4 separate regions of the Gossypium hirsutum genome follow, and all the other regions are linked to region 1. The links are chromatin contacts, called in public Hi-C maps. All regions are on one chromosome and are shown on one strand. Each heading gives the region's core, a stretch centred on a gene start, on an enhancer-like site or on the middle of the called end of the contact. The rest is flanking DNA. Distances are from core to core; before and after follow the strand shown. Region 1 holds the start of LOC107886322 (nudix hydrolase 18, mitochondrial). Region 2 holds the start of LOC107886278 (ubiquitin-conjugating enzyme E2 variant 1A). Region 3 holds the start of LOC107886326. Region 4 has its middle 14 kb from the start of LOC107886277.

The links. Hi-C and Micro-C count contacts between places; a contact is called where the count stands out from the background.
Region 2: a contact with region 1 is called in a Hi-C map of leaf, with 2.0 times the contacts expected there. The contact joins the promoter of LOC107886278 here to the promoter of LOC107886322 in region 1. A contact is called at or near these places in 2 of 34 Hi-C or Micro-C datasets (callus and leaf).
Region 3: a Hi-C map of callus shows a contact between it and region 1, with 2.6 times the contacts expected there. The contact joins the promoter of LOC107886326 here to the promoter of LOC107886322 in region 1. A contact is called at or near these places in 2 of 34 Hi-C or Micro-C datasets (callus and leaf).
Region 4: a Hi-C map of leaf shows a contact between it and region 1, with 1.5 times the contacts expected there. The contact joins the enhancer-like site here to the promoter of LOC107886322 in region 1. A contact is called at or near these places in 2 of 34 Hi-C or Micro-C datasets (callus and leaf).

What each region holds. Positions count from the first base shown.
Region 1 is chrA03:86,413,139-86,416,551 of Gossypium_hirsutum_v2.1, forward strand. It overlaps LOC107886322 (nudix hydrolase 18, mitochondrial), which reads left to right and starts at 1,882. Exons shown (of 5, transcript XM_016810221.2): 1 at 1,882-2,654; 2 at 2,927-3,032; 3 at 3,139-3,222; 4 at 3,322-3,413. The coding sequence starts at 2,581.
Region 2 is chrA03:86,828,122-86,831,534 of Gossypium_hirsutum_v2.1, forward strand. LOC107886278 (ubiquitin-conjugating enzyme E2 variant 1A) reads left to right here and starts at 1,632. Exons shown (of 5, transcript XM_041097801.1): 1 at 1,632-1,905. The coding sequence starts at 1,878.
Region 3 is chrA03:86,032,851-86,036,263 of Gossypium_hirsutum_v2.1, forward strand. It overlaps LOC107886326, which reads left to right and starts at 1,664. Exons shown (of 5, transcript XR_005913943.1): 1 at 1,664-1,894.
Region 4 is chrA03:86,681,049-86,684,461 of Gossypium_hirsutum_v2.1, forward strand. No RefSeq gene overlaps it. Among protein-coding and RNA genes, the nearest start is that of LOC107886277, 14 kb to the right of the region's middle. Within about 2 kb of position 1,908, at least 1 of the 9 cell types and tissues checked has an H3K27ac peak or open chromatin away from gene starts, as enhancers often do. A contact at or near this core is called in leaf, where this site is marked.

The sequences.
Region 1 (3,413 bases), core at 632-3,131:
ATTTGCCATTGCATTTTTCATTGCCTGAAAATGAACAATGCTTCTGCTAGAAACTAGCCTCAGATCAATCGACAATAACAATGCATCTTCTTCTTCCCTATCCTTAAAATTTAGCCCTGTCATCTCTTCCTCCATGGCAGAAACTCTCACACAATAGATATCCAATTCCTACTTTCTTAGAAAAGTACCCTGAGAGGTCCAGACAAAAGAATAAAAAACAAAAGACAAGAAGAAAAAAGCAAGACGTGCTACAATGAGCAAAGAAAATTCACTTAAATGGAAAATTAAATTAAATATATTAAAAGAAAGAAATTGTTAAAATTAAGTTAAAAAGGAAATTAAGATAACAACATAATATATGCTCTATACTTAAATAAATCTGAATAAACTAAATATTAACTCAGTTGGAAATATCAAAAATAACTTTATTCAATTATAACACACAGAGATATAAAATTTTAAATGTTTTAGTTGTTTTCTTTAAAATTAAAAGTTTTTTTTGGTCGACTTTAAAATTGAAAGTTATTTCATATGCATGATAATATACATACTTATCCATTTATACAAACTAACTTAATTTTTAAACCCATCACTCATCCTTTCAGATTTTTTTCTTTTATAATTATCCTTTTACATCATATTTTTATAACATATGATGTGATCATAAATTCAACCCTTAATGATTAAATTTAATATTTTCTATTAAAGTCAATAAAAAATACAGTTTAATAAAATATATTTTATAATGGGAAGTAATTTTATATTAATTATTAACGAAAAAATATGTTTATATTAATTATATTATGAAAAACAAATTTTACATTAAGTACATAATGAAAGAAAAAAAATGGAGAAAAGCCATAAATTCTATCAATAAAAGTATCCATGTAATGTTATATGTTGCGGACATAGAACCGCTCCCTAAATGAAAATAGCTATAACTTGTTAATGTATATACTTTATAGCCGTCAATCTTAGTTTTAAATTATTAGAAATATAAAAAGCGTTATTTAAAATTAAATAATATTGAACTTTAATAAAAAAAATTATATTGGAAATATTTATAAGTAATGTGTTAACCAAAAATATAATCCTCTAATAACTATTTAATAAATACATATAAATACTCATTAATTGAACTCTAGGCTTATTTGGAAAGTCGGTATAATTATTTCTTCTATAGCAGTTTTGGTAATCACTTAATTGAGTGTAATTAAAACAATCCTATTATGTTTGTTCATAATTTTATTTTTAAAATTTATAATTTTAGGATATACATTTTATTTTTAAATATAATTATATGTTATATTGCTTAAATAATATGAAAATCTTATTGACGAGATAGTTTCTCATATATTTGGAGCTATTAAATAATTAACTAAATTACATAGCATTTATTATAAATGATTTATACTATTTTTTATGAAATTATTTATTCCAATGGATCACAATGAGTATATGTTAAATGTTAAAGAGAGAATAACACAAAAAAATTGAATGTTAGAGTAATTAAATAAAATTGCATTAGAATATCTATTTTCTTATTAATTTTATTAATAATCATATTACGAAATACTTTCTTGAATTAACATATTATATAAGATGGTTTGATTTTAAATTTTGTACCTCCTTATAGAAATTCGTACTTAAGTATTAGCTCACCATTTCTATAATAAATATTATTTTTTAAAATCTACATTATATAATTGTATAATTATAATTTGTATTATGACAAATAAGATTATTTTAATTTTTTAAACCCAAAATTTAACTTTATTAATGACAAATACAAAATTGAAAATAAAAAAAGCCAACATGTACAATCTTATCTATACACTTAAACTGCGGCATAAAACCCAGATAAGACCAAATAAGAAGCATACACAGCCGTTTTCCACTTTTTCCTTTTTCCTTCTTTTCATTTTTCTCAAAGAAAAACAGCCAACATGCATAGCCAATGATCGCACACGTGAGCGAGATGCTTGATAAAGAAAGTCAATTCCTTTTTACATCAGATCAACCGTGTACGTGTTGGCTACAACACCTTATAAAAACCCTCTCTTTTTTTTTTTCTAATAAAATAATATTAAACTAATAAAACTCTAAACCCTCGTTAACGAAACGGCACCGAAGCTTATAGAAGGAGACGCGTCTCAACACCTACCCTTTTTTCGAATCATAAACATCATTATCATCATCTACTACTACTATTATGCACTAACTTTGTGTTTAATTAATTAATTTTGTTTACTCTCTCTCTCTCCCCTTTTTTCTATAAATACCCAATTCCATGTCCTTACATTTTCAGCTTCTCTCTCAATTATCTTTCTCTTTTTGTTGCCTTTTTACCTGAAAATATACTCCAATTTTACGATAATCAGTTTCTTTATACTCTGAAGAAGCCTATCTCCCGGGATTGTTTCTATAATTTACAAAAGAAAAATAATAATATCTGGTTAATTTCGTCAGGGGCTAAGCTTATTTGCTTCCATAAATTGTTCTATTTAGTTCTTCTTTCAATTTATTGGTTCTGGGTATTCTTGGTTCTTGTTCGATCGTTTATTTTCAATTTGTTTGAGGATGGTTTGCATGGTTTCTCGCACTGGAAGGCACTTGCAGCGATACGATAACCTAGGCCGACGCCAAGTTGTTGGGTGAGATTTTCATGATGAAGAGAGTTTGATTTGCTTCATCCTTTTTTTTTTTTTCGTCTTGAGAAATTTTATTTGTTCCCTTATCTTTAATTTTTCTGGGCTCCTGTTGAAAATTTTGTTCTTTTCTGAACTGGGGCCTGACATTTTTGGTCAGAAATTTCATGCTAGGAGCCTTGGACTGTTTCCATTTTATTGTATAAAGAGAGAAAAAAAATCTTTTTTCTTGGGATGAATGATGGCAAAACTCATTTCTTCAATTTCGACGATTGCAGGTGCATTCCCTATAGATACAAATCTAGCAGTGATGGAACCATGACTGATGACTTGGAGGTACTTGTGATCTCCTCCCAGAAATGTCAAAAAATGATGTTTCCCAAGGTATAAAGATTCAGTAATGTTTCAAAAAAGTTAATTAAAACTCTTGTTTGCTCTGTCAAATCTTGCATTAATAATTATTGTGGGGCTGTTTGGTTTTAATTCTCAGGGTGGTTGGGAGCTTGATGAATCTAGAGAAGAAGCTGCATTAAGAGAGTCACTTGAAGAAGCTGGTGTTCGAGGCAATGTTGAGGTTACTATTTAATTCAACTGTTCCTTAATCATTGTTTAAAAATCCCAACGTTTCTCGAACTGAAATTCTTATTAATATTTATATATACTTTTAAAACAGTGTGAACTGGGGAAGTGGGACTTCATAAGCAAAAGCCATGGCACATTTTATGAAGGTTATATGTTCCCTTTGCTTGTGAAAGAAGAACTTGA
Region 2 (3,413 bases), core at 382-2,881, 410 kb after region 1:
AATTGAAAGATTATTATTTGTCACATTCTGACATCATAGAATATAGTTGCTGACCATATGGCTAAGTTTATGGTGACAAAATTCACAAGGATTTAATGGTTTGGAGATCCTCCACAGTAGTTCAAAATTTAGTCAAAGTGGACTATGTTAATGCTTTGTGAAATTAATGTAATCTTGGGTTTTCGTTTTTGGTTGTTTATCTAAAAAAAATCACATGAAACACATGTGGTATTAGAAACTAATATATGTAAACACGACATTACTAAATAATTAAAATATAATATATATATATATATATTGAAAGTTTACAAATACAATCAAAATACAAATACGAGGACATATCCCAACAACCACAAAGTGTATGATCACATAATTACAATACAGATAGACTAAAACTGGATTAAAGTGTAGAATTAAATAATTACAACACAAATAGACTAAAATTGATCAACCGAACTAAAACTCACACATGATAATAAAGGGATAAATCTCAAAACGAACTTTGATTCAATGTGTAATGCTATACATAAACTTTGATTTGTGCAATTTTATACATGGAGTATTAATTTAGGAGAAAATATTTGGTACCTTACCAATGGAGTTTTTAGACTCCACAAATAGGGTTACGGGATTGACAAGTGTCCTATAGAAATATAGTAAAATATTAATAAAAAAAAGACACATGACAACTTTTTAAGACTTCTTTTTAATTCAATTTTTACAAATTAATAACATACTTATCGATATGACACCATATTAAGTAGACATTAAGACAAGTAATTATATATCTAATATACAATTAAATTTATGTATTTATTCTTTTAAATTTGTACAATTGGATTAAAAGTAAAGTTTCATGTATACATTTAAATTACAATCAAAGTTCCAAGTGTATAATTACACCAAATCAAAGTTCATATATCAAATTACATATCGAATCAAGATTTATGTGTAGTTTTGAGATTTACCCTTGACAACAAACAACATATGATGGGACTTGGATACACATTAAGTTTGATGGATCTCGAAACTAGATGCTAAGATTTAGAACCTTTGCCTTTACAGACTATATAAAATAATATATATAAGAGATAATATTAAAATATATTAATTTATCAAGAAATGACAAAAAAGAAGAAGTTATCTATATCATATATAAAAAGGTGGATTGAGTTAGCATTATAAGTCAAATTGATAGTATTCAATTGTAAAATTATTAAAATATTTTTATTTTAAAGGAGGCAAGTAATATATTTATAAATATATTTTTATCTTTTTAAAAATAAGACAACTAAAATTATTATTTAAAAATCAAATATAAAACCAATTAATTTATATAAAAATCTCTTACCATTTCACTTATAATCATTTATTAAAATAATTTTATAAATATATTTTTTACTATAAAATATTTTTCACTCATATAACTTTTTTATACAAATATTTAGAACAATTTATGACTCTATTCAAATTCTTAACTGCGAAATAAATATGCGCATCTAACCGACTCTAAGGGCAGAGATAATGAAGTTAATACTAATTAAATTAAGACTTAATTGAAAGATTCTAGTAGTTGTTATAGAATCTAATATAATATTATATATATATATATATATAAAATAAGGTTTTACGAGTGGACCTTTGCGAGGTGTGAGGTGTAGGAGGAGTTGGACTTTCAGGCACTATAAAGTATAAATCTCTCTCTCTATCTAATCATTCCCCTTTTACTGTTTTACTCTTTACAAATTTTCCTCTCCTTTTTCGTGTTTTTACTCTTAATTTTGCTTTTTGTTTTGGATTGTCTCTTCTGAATCAGAGAAAACCCTACCTTTTTTTTTCTCTTTTATTTCTTTGAATTGGAACGATCAAAAGAAGGAATGGGTTCTGAAGGATCGAGGGTTGTTGGTAAGTCTTCGATTTTCGAAGCCCTAGATTTCCCTCATTTTTTTCCCAATTTCCCTCATATTTTTCGATTATCGGTGAAATTTTGTTATTATTGTTCGATTGATGGGGCTTTGAAGGTTATGTTGAATCTCTGGGATTTTTCTTTTTGGGATAATGTTTGGATTTGGTGGAAAAGGGTTTTAGCTTTGATTATTGGTGCTCTTTTGTTTAGTTCGAAGTACTGTTTCGAAATGCTTGAGAATGGATTTGTTGTGCTTGGCTTGATATTCAAGGTGAAACTTTTACGGGCTTTTCTGTTGGAATTTATTACAAGATTTTTATTTTCTTAATGGATTTTATTGCCAGTGTTTGATGGGGCTTCTTTAGAAGTATTAATGATTGAGTTTGTATCCTTGTGTGTGTGTGTGGAGAGATTGAGATATTGTAGGAATGGAATCAGTGTAGCCAGGGTTTAAATTGCTTTTAGATTTAGTCTCTTTTCATTTGCCCTACGGTTTGTAATCTGTAAAATGCTAACGCGAACACAGATTAAAATATGTTTGTTCTTTGTTAACTCCTTATCTTTTTTGCTTTCTTTTATGTAGTGTTCTGAGTTTAAGTTATCTATAGTTCTAGCTGTGGCAAAGCCATTATAATATACTATTATAACTAGTTAGATCTGGCAACACTCTTTCGTGTACCTTATTACAAATAAGGGATATTGATGTTGATTGAGTAAATTCTGGAAAAAAAAGAAGCAATAACCCTTAAACAGGTATTACTTTGTTTTCCATGCCTAGGACTTGTAGTATATGGCAGCTATATATAATGCATGAAATTTTTCCAAAACGGCCAATTTTGACTCTTCATATGGGATGCATATGAAACTGTTGATAAGGTGCTAGCTCTCTTAAAAAGGTATTATGTTACCTTCACCACATTTTTTGACCTTAAAGGTGTACTTGTATGATTCCAAAATCAAGGATTTCTTTTCTCCAACCATCTAATGGCATAGCTTCCAATTATATGATTATTGCTTGTCATTCAGATGTGAACTTTTTCTAGGTATCGATGCTTTCTAGAAGCTTCAAGTTATGCAGTGGCATTTGGCCTCAGAAGGCTTTGGGTCTAATCTTTATTCTGAAGCCAACTTGAGAGTTTTGCTAATTTTTCCTTCAACTGAAGACTTCATGGTAGAAAAGTTTCTCATTGATTGAGTGATGGAATTGAAACATATGGAATTATGGAACCAACCTTATGATATTTATTAGGGGAAGTGGTAATTTTGTCTTCTTTTTTTTTTTTTTTTGGTGCTCATTCATTGTTATCGTAAACCTTGTTAATGATGAACTTCATGAGTGGAACTTGTGGCATAGGCTATTTTATGCTATCAAGGTTACTTTAGTTATTTCTGGGTCTTCACTGACTACTTTACTGTATTTAACATAACATGCAAGCATTTCTTTTGCTCTTAAATTTTAGTTTTTTTTTTATATGTTAGGAAACTGCATTTGATAGCAATAAACTTA
Region 3 (3,413 bases), core at 414-2,913, 380 kb before region 1:
TATTAAATAAAAGATAATAATAATGTATTTTAACATTTTCAATAATTTTTATTATTAAAAAATCTTTGAATTAAATATTTAATAATATTTTCAATAATTTTTATTTTTAAAAAATATTTGAATTAATACACAAGGTTGCCTTGCTCACGTCTTTGTTGGATCCATTACATGAATATATTTAAAAAATAACTTATATATTAACTCAAGTTTGTGAATATGTAAAATTTGAAAAAATTTACTCATCATTACACTGTAGGAATAAATTCAAGTGTATTCATATTATATATATATATGACTTGAAATTATCTTTATACTAAAGTTTGATGTTAATGAAAAATATATTTTAAAAAATATTTATAACAAGAAAAGACATTTTTTTGAATCTTATTCCTAAACACACACAAAAAAATGATAATTTTGTCTTGGCAAATTCTTTTTATTTTATATTTTGATTGGAAAATAACTTTACAACTATTGGAATACATTGAAAGATATTAATTAAAATATCGAGAAAGTTACATTATCACGTTTGATTCATTAAGTATTTTCCTAGGAATGTAATGATAATTTATAAATTTATCCTTATTACATAAAATATAATATTTATATATTTAATTTTTATAATGAACTTTACTCTTAACCAATTTTTGGATTAAATAATTAATATTAAAATTTAATTGATACATTTTACATTATTTTTTTCCAAAGCCCCAATGTAACATAATTTACATATTGATAAAAAATAATTTACCTGAATATGACATGTAACTGTTTTGAAATTTGACTTATCACTTGTCTTATCCATTTTACTTTGGAATTGATTATCAATCATTTATTCATTCTTGAAAATCATTCTTGTAAAATTTTCAATCACATACAACACGTCATAATTTAAAGGTAAATTATGTAAAAAGGTTATGCTAAAAACAATGTTAGAGATAAGCTTGAACTTTAATTTTTTTTCCTTTTGCTTGAAAAGATTCATAAATACTATGTTCTCAATTAATGCACAGAAGAAAAGAGAAAAAAAATAGAATTTAATATTTAAACGATATAATATATAGATGATTCCGTTGAATAATTCTTTGAAGTAGTAAAGAATATCAAGTAGCAAGGAGGAGGAATGAGGCAATAGCTTCTTTTTCTTTTTTTTTTCTTTTTTTTTACCTTTATTAATAGATTAATACTCTAAACTAATATAAAATGAGAATAATTACTTGGAAAATGATTGCTTTCTATTACTAAATGTTATCTAAGTGTTAGATAGAATGGTAAGATAAATTACACTCCTTAAGAGATAATGTATATCCAAACCTTGAAAATAAATTAAGAGAAATAGTTACGGGGATCGCGAATGTGGATAATAAAACAAAAATGAAAGATATCAAAAAAATAAAATAATTCAAATGCATTTTATTATTTAATATGAATATATATTTTAAGAATAATATAAATATAATTTAAAATTAATATTGTATGATTTTAATATTTTTTATTGATTATTTAATAAAATATAATTTTAATTTATGTTTTATTGTTTATTCTAAAAATATTTTAATTGTTTCATATTTAAACAAATATTTTAATGGTTTTTTTCTTTTTATTCTAATATCTTGCGGTTGCGTTTAAATTAAAAACGTATAACACCATGGACTCTAAAAGATTCTTATCCCATCTTTCAGTTCACTCAGTTCCAGTAGGGAAGGTGGGCTTGCGCACGAGTTAGTATCAGAGAAGATAGCCCAGCCCACCACCCACGGGCTACGACTTGTTGGCTGTCGCTCTGGTGAAGTCCCAAAAGGATCCGATCTTATCGCTTCCCCTGGTCGGGTTCCCTTGAAGTTTCAATCAGATCAAGACTCAGCCTTGCACCATTTGGCTAACCGAGTTCATGGTATGCCTTTTTCCCTTCAGGTTTTAGGACTCCCCCTTTTTTTTTTGTTATATTATAACTTTGGTGAGTTGTTTGGGCTCTTTACAGAATTGGAACTGCTCTTAATTCATTTATGCTTCGTGCAGAAATTGAAATTTAGTGATTCACAGTGTAGGTTTTCTAAATTGGATCATTGAAAGCTTGAGCTTATAAGAAAGGGCCCAACTATCATGTTTAAGTTCTGACAGGTTCATTCATATCAATTCACTTAAATATGGAGGTTCAAGCAGTTCAATATGGAACTGAAATAATCTATTTCCTAATGTGTAAACAATTCCTTTGTGAAACTGCTCAAGGGATGAATGGATTAATATATTGAGCTGAAAAATACATGATTATATTTGTTACTATTATCACTAGGACTGTCAAGTTACTCTCAAGTTTCAACTGAAACTTTATATCGCCCGTTCTATCAATCCAGTAAATCTCTAATTAGCGCTAAATGAACGTATTTTTGAGTTAGCCAACGAGTCTTATGCTATTTTAGGGCAGCATAGGCTGGTGATAGTTTCTTATGTAGGACTGGGATTAATCTGGATGATGCATAAAGAGTTGCCAAAAAGGAGTAACCATCAAGAGTGAGAATAGATCCTGCTTCTTGTTCTGTTAATTAGTGAGCCCAGTATAACGTTAATGCCATTATAAGCTGGTGGCAGTTCCCTATGTTGGATTGGGATTGATGTGGATGACGCATAAAGAGTTGCCAAAAAGGAGTACACCATCAAAAGAGTGATGAGGGAAGCATATCCTGCTTCTTGTTCTATACGTGAGCTGCCAAGGAATCAGTCCCTTCCTAATGTCATTGGAGTCTAGTATAAATACTTTAAAAAAGAAAAAAAGGAGTCAAGTATAAATTAATGTCATGACTCACAAGAGGATTAACTATCTCCATATAATGGAATAGTTGCATGTGCATGCATACACAGGGTTTAAATGATAATTTTCCTTAGTAATTATCCCATCTGGTGGATTGGATAAAGTACCATCTGGCTACATGGTTATGATAATGGAAGCATTGTCCCCTTTTTAGAATTTGATGCTCTTTTCTAGGAAATAGATTCCAAATTGTTTCTCTAAGTATTCTTTTAATGCCTTTTATTTTGCTTGGTTCAACCCCAAATGGTTCTCCCATCTTCAATTTATAGCAAACAAGAATGCTTTGTTTCAAAGTGGTTGTTTGTTGTTGCTATGTTGATTTCCTTAAATTCTCCTTAATTGTAAGAACATTTGGACTTCTCGAAATATACTTGAATAGGCTACTTGCTTGTTTCTTGGGGTTAAAACTTTGTTTGACCATAAATTCGACGAGTACAAGTGCTCTCCAAGATTGCTTTTATTCTTTTTTTTAGGTCTGACAGATTTTTCTTTGACAAAGTTTATATTGTTAAGACTTCTAATGCCAAAGTAGGTAAAGATAAGTAACAAAAAGAAATTATCCCTATTTAAGATCATATCATCACTCAGTAAACTTGAAACGATC
Region 4 (3,413 bases), core at 658-3,157, 270 kb after region 1:
AAAATCCAAAGGTACATTAACACTCAACCAACCACTAGGCCAGCAAGTCTATTCTAACATTAAAGCACAGACACTATCCCAAATGCACGACCTACTCACTGACCCTTACTTAGAATCTCAAACTTCTAACCCCAAAAATCAGGGTGTTACAATGGCATTTAAAATATTTTACATATAAAAATAATAATTATATTTGAAATAATTGTTTCATTTTATAATATTAGAAATCACCATACCCACAATATACATGCAGAAAATAAATATTTGACATATAAATACTATATATAAAAAATATATCAAAAAATTTAGTTGATGTTTATATTATATATAAATGAGTTATTAATTTCAAATATTTTTAACTGTAAAATATATATTTTTATTATATAATTACATATTTATTATTTGATTTTATGAATATCAGAGTAATTAATTAAAAATATTTAAAAAATGAATTAAAATAAAAAAATATTTATTAATTAAAAATAAAAAAACCTTGAAACAGCATAAAATAAATTATTTAGAAAAGGGGGATTGAACTTGGATCTTAAGGACAGAATTATTTTATTTAACCATTTAAATAAGGAAATTGATATATTAAAAATATTAATTGAAAACAATAATAATAAAACTTAAAACAACATGAAATAAAAAATACTAATGTGAGTGGGAAAGAAATCAAACCTAGGACTCAAGGGCAAAACCACTAACATTTAACCATATGACCAAAGAAATTGATTGTATGAAAATAGTAGAAAATTACAACTTAAAGGGAAAACGCATCCAACTGGGTGCTTTCTTGTCAACTGGTAGAAAGCTGCCCAGCTAGACGTGTTTTCACACAGTCTCTCCAAAAATAGCCTATTTCCCTAAAATTTGTTGGCATATATGACTAATTTAGCTTTTTCTTTTTGCTACTTTTTGTTTTTTTTTTAAATTTATTTCGAAAAAAATAAAGTGATATGGCATGTTATTGCCGTAATAGTATTTTTTAATGGATCTAAGTCTTGGAATAATAGATATAACATTTGGAAACTTTAGGTACTAAAGTGAAGCAAATTTAAATTTTTAGGTATCAAAGTGATAATGTGTTATAATTTTGGGGTCAAGTTATGGGTTAATCTAAAAAGATAAATTATTTTTAGGCATAATGATGTATTTAGCCTTTAATGTTTATATTTTTTTGCCAATTTGACCCTTATTCATTTTTTAGCTAAATTTAGTCTTTCACCTTTCAAAAAGTAGTAAAATAATATGTTTATAGAAATATTGATTGGAACATTAATTTTTCAACTATGTTGGTGTGGTAACTTGCGTAACAATTCACGTGTGCTTCATGCTGACATAGCACTATTTATTTTTTTTATGTCAAGTTAATAAACAATTCAAAAATTATAAAAATAATAAAAAATAATAAAACAAGTCAAAATTTAAAAATATAAAAAAACTCATAAAAAATTTAAAAATTAGTATGAAATACATGAGAATTGTCATATTCAAAAATTTGATATTTTAACCAATATTTTTATTTAAAAAAAAAGCAATTTAACTCTTTTTTAAAAAAGTTAATTGTCAATTATGACTGTCATTAAAAAAATTAGAGATCAAATTTAACTCAAAAAAATAAAAATTAAATTGGCAAAAGAATATAAATATTAAGGGACATGCTTATATTTATAAAAGATAAATCACATTATTTTATGATTGTAGTCCTACTGCATTTTAAACCCAAAAGAATGAAAACATTCCTTTAACCCAATTTTCAAAATAATAATTGATATAATTGGTGATAATAAGGTAATAAAAAATTTATAACACATAATTATGTATAACCATAATAAAAACCTTTCACATGTCCTGTTTCTTTCTACTAATGTTTTGATTTTAAGTGGTATGGGTGGGCGGAAAGAAAATAAAATAAAAATATGAAAAGTCTCGCATGGTGGGGCAGTTAATATTAGTATCCACAAAATCAACATACATATCTTCTTCTTTTTTTTAATTTGGTTATATATTATTATAATTTTATATCAACTTTTAGGTATTAATAATTTCTTTTATGTTTATATATATATTTTTTAATTTAAATAATGTATTCAAAGTTTATACTATTTTAAATGATTGACTTTTTTTTTTTTCGTCTGATGGGTTTATTTCCAACAATCATTTTCACTTTAAAAGTAAAAAAAAAAAGTTGATATTATATATTTTTTTTGGTTCACAAAAAAGAAGATGCTTATCCAACTCACTTTTGTTGCCTGAAAAAACATATGTTCTTTTTTGGTGCTCCCAAGGCCAAACCTCACCAATTACAAAATTTTCCAGATCAATTACAAAATTGATATTATATATTTTAATCCGATTTAATGCTTATACCTTATATAAAATCAATATTTAAAAAAAACCTTTTATATTTCAAACATAATTTTTAACTACTATTTTTTTAAAATTTTTTAAAATAATGTTTAAATATTTTAAACCAATATTAACTTTATTTCAAAAATACTAATAAGTTTGTGTTAATAATGTAATATTTTTATTCCAAAATTACTTCCTACTTCAAAAAAAATGTTGTTTTTTTTATAAAGAAATTAACTTGAAGTCTAAAAAGTATTTTAAAATAATTTTAACTAAATTACTAATATATATATAATGTTAATACTTCCTAAATTACAATATTACTGTTCAAAAGATTAATTTAATTATTTTACAAATGCATTACACTGTTAAACGTATAATTCTGTTTAAAAATATATGCAATCACTATTAAATGCTTTTTAAAAAATTATAAACCCCGGATTATTATTTGTATATGTAAGTTTAAAATTAGTTTTTAATCGGGCACATTTTATTTGATTTCATTTAAAAAAATAAATATTTCTATTTAAGTTTTTGAGGGTTAATTTTAACATACATATTTAAATTATGATTTGAATTCTCTAATTAAGTCATAGTAAGTAATTGCGTTTTATCAATAAGGTGATTCCGTCAACCTAACTATTAGCTTTAGTATTAAATACAAGCTCAAATTTGAAGTGGGTCATATTTAAAAACACATGTATGTATTAGACAATTTACATATACAATTCTTAAAAAAAAAAAAACCTCTGTTTTTCATATATTAAAGTTCTCATGTGATAGACACATATTTACGAAAATATTTTATTAACATTTTGGAATAATGTGAAAGAAGAGAAGAGGATTGAGTTCATTTTTCTTTGATGCTAAAGTCAAAAAGATGATTGTAAAAACATTGTGGTGTTGTTGAGCAAAATGGAGAGAAGAAGAGAGTTTTGAGTTGGAAAGTACTACAAAGACATTAGTTGGAGTTTATGGAGCAATTTTAAACGTCCACGGCAAATGTTCTGGTTGAGATAAGGCCAGGCCCATTTTGTCACCTAATAATTGCCACATTG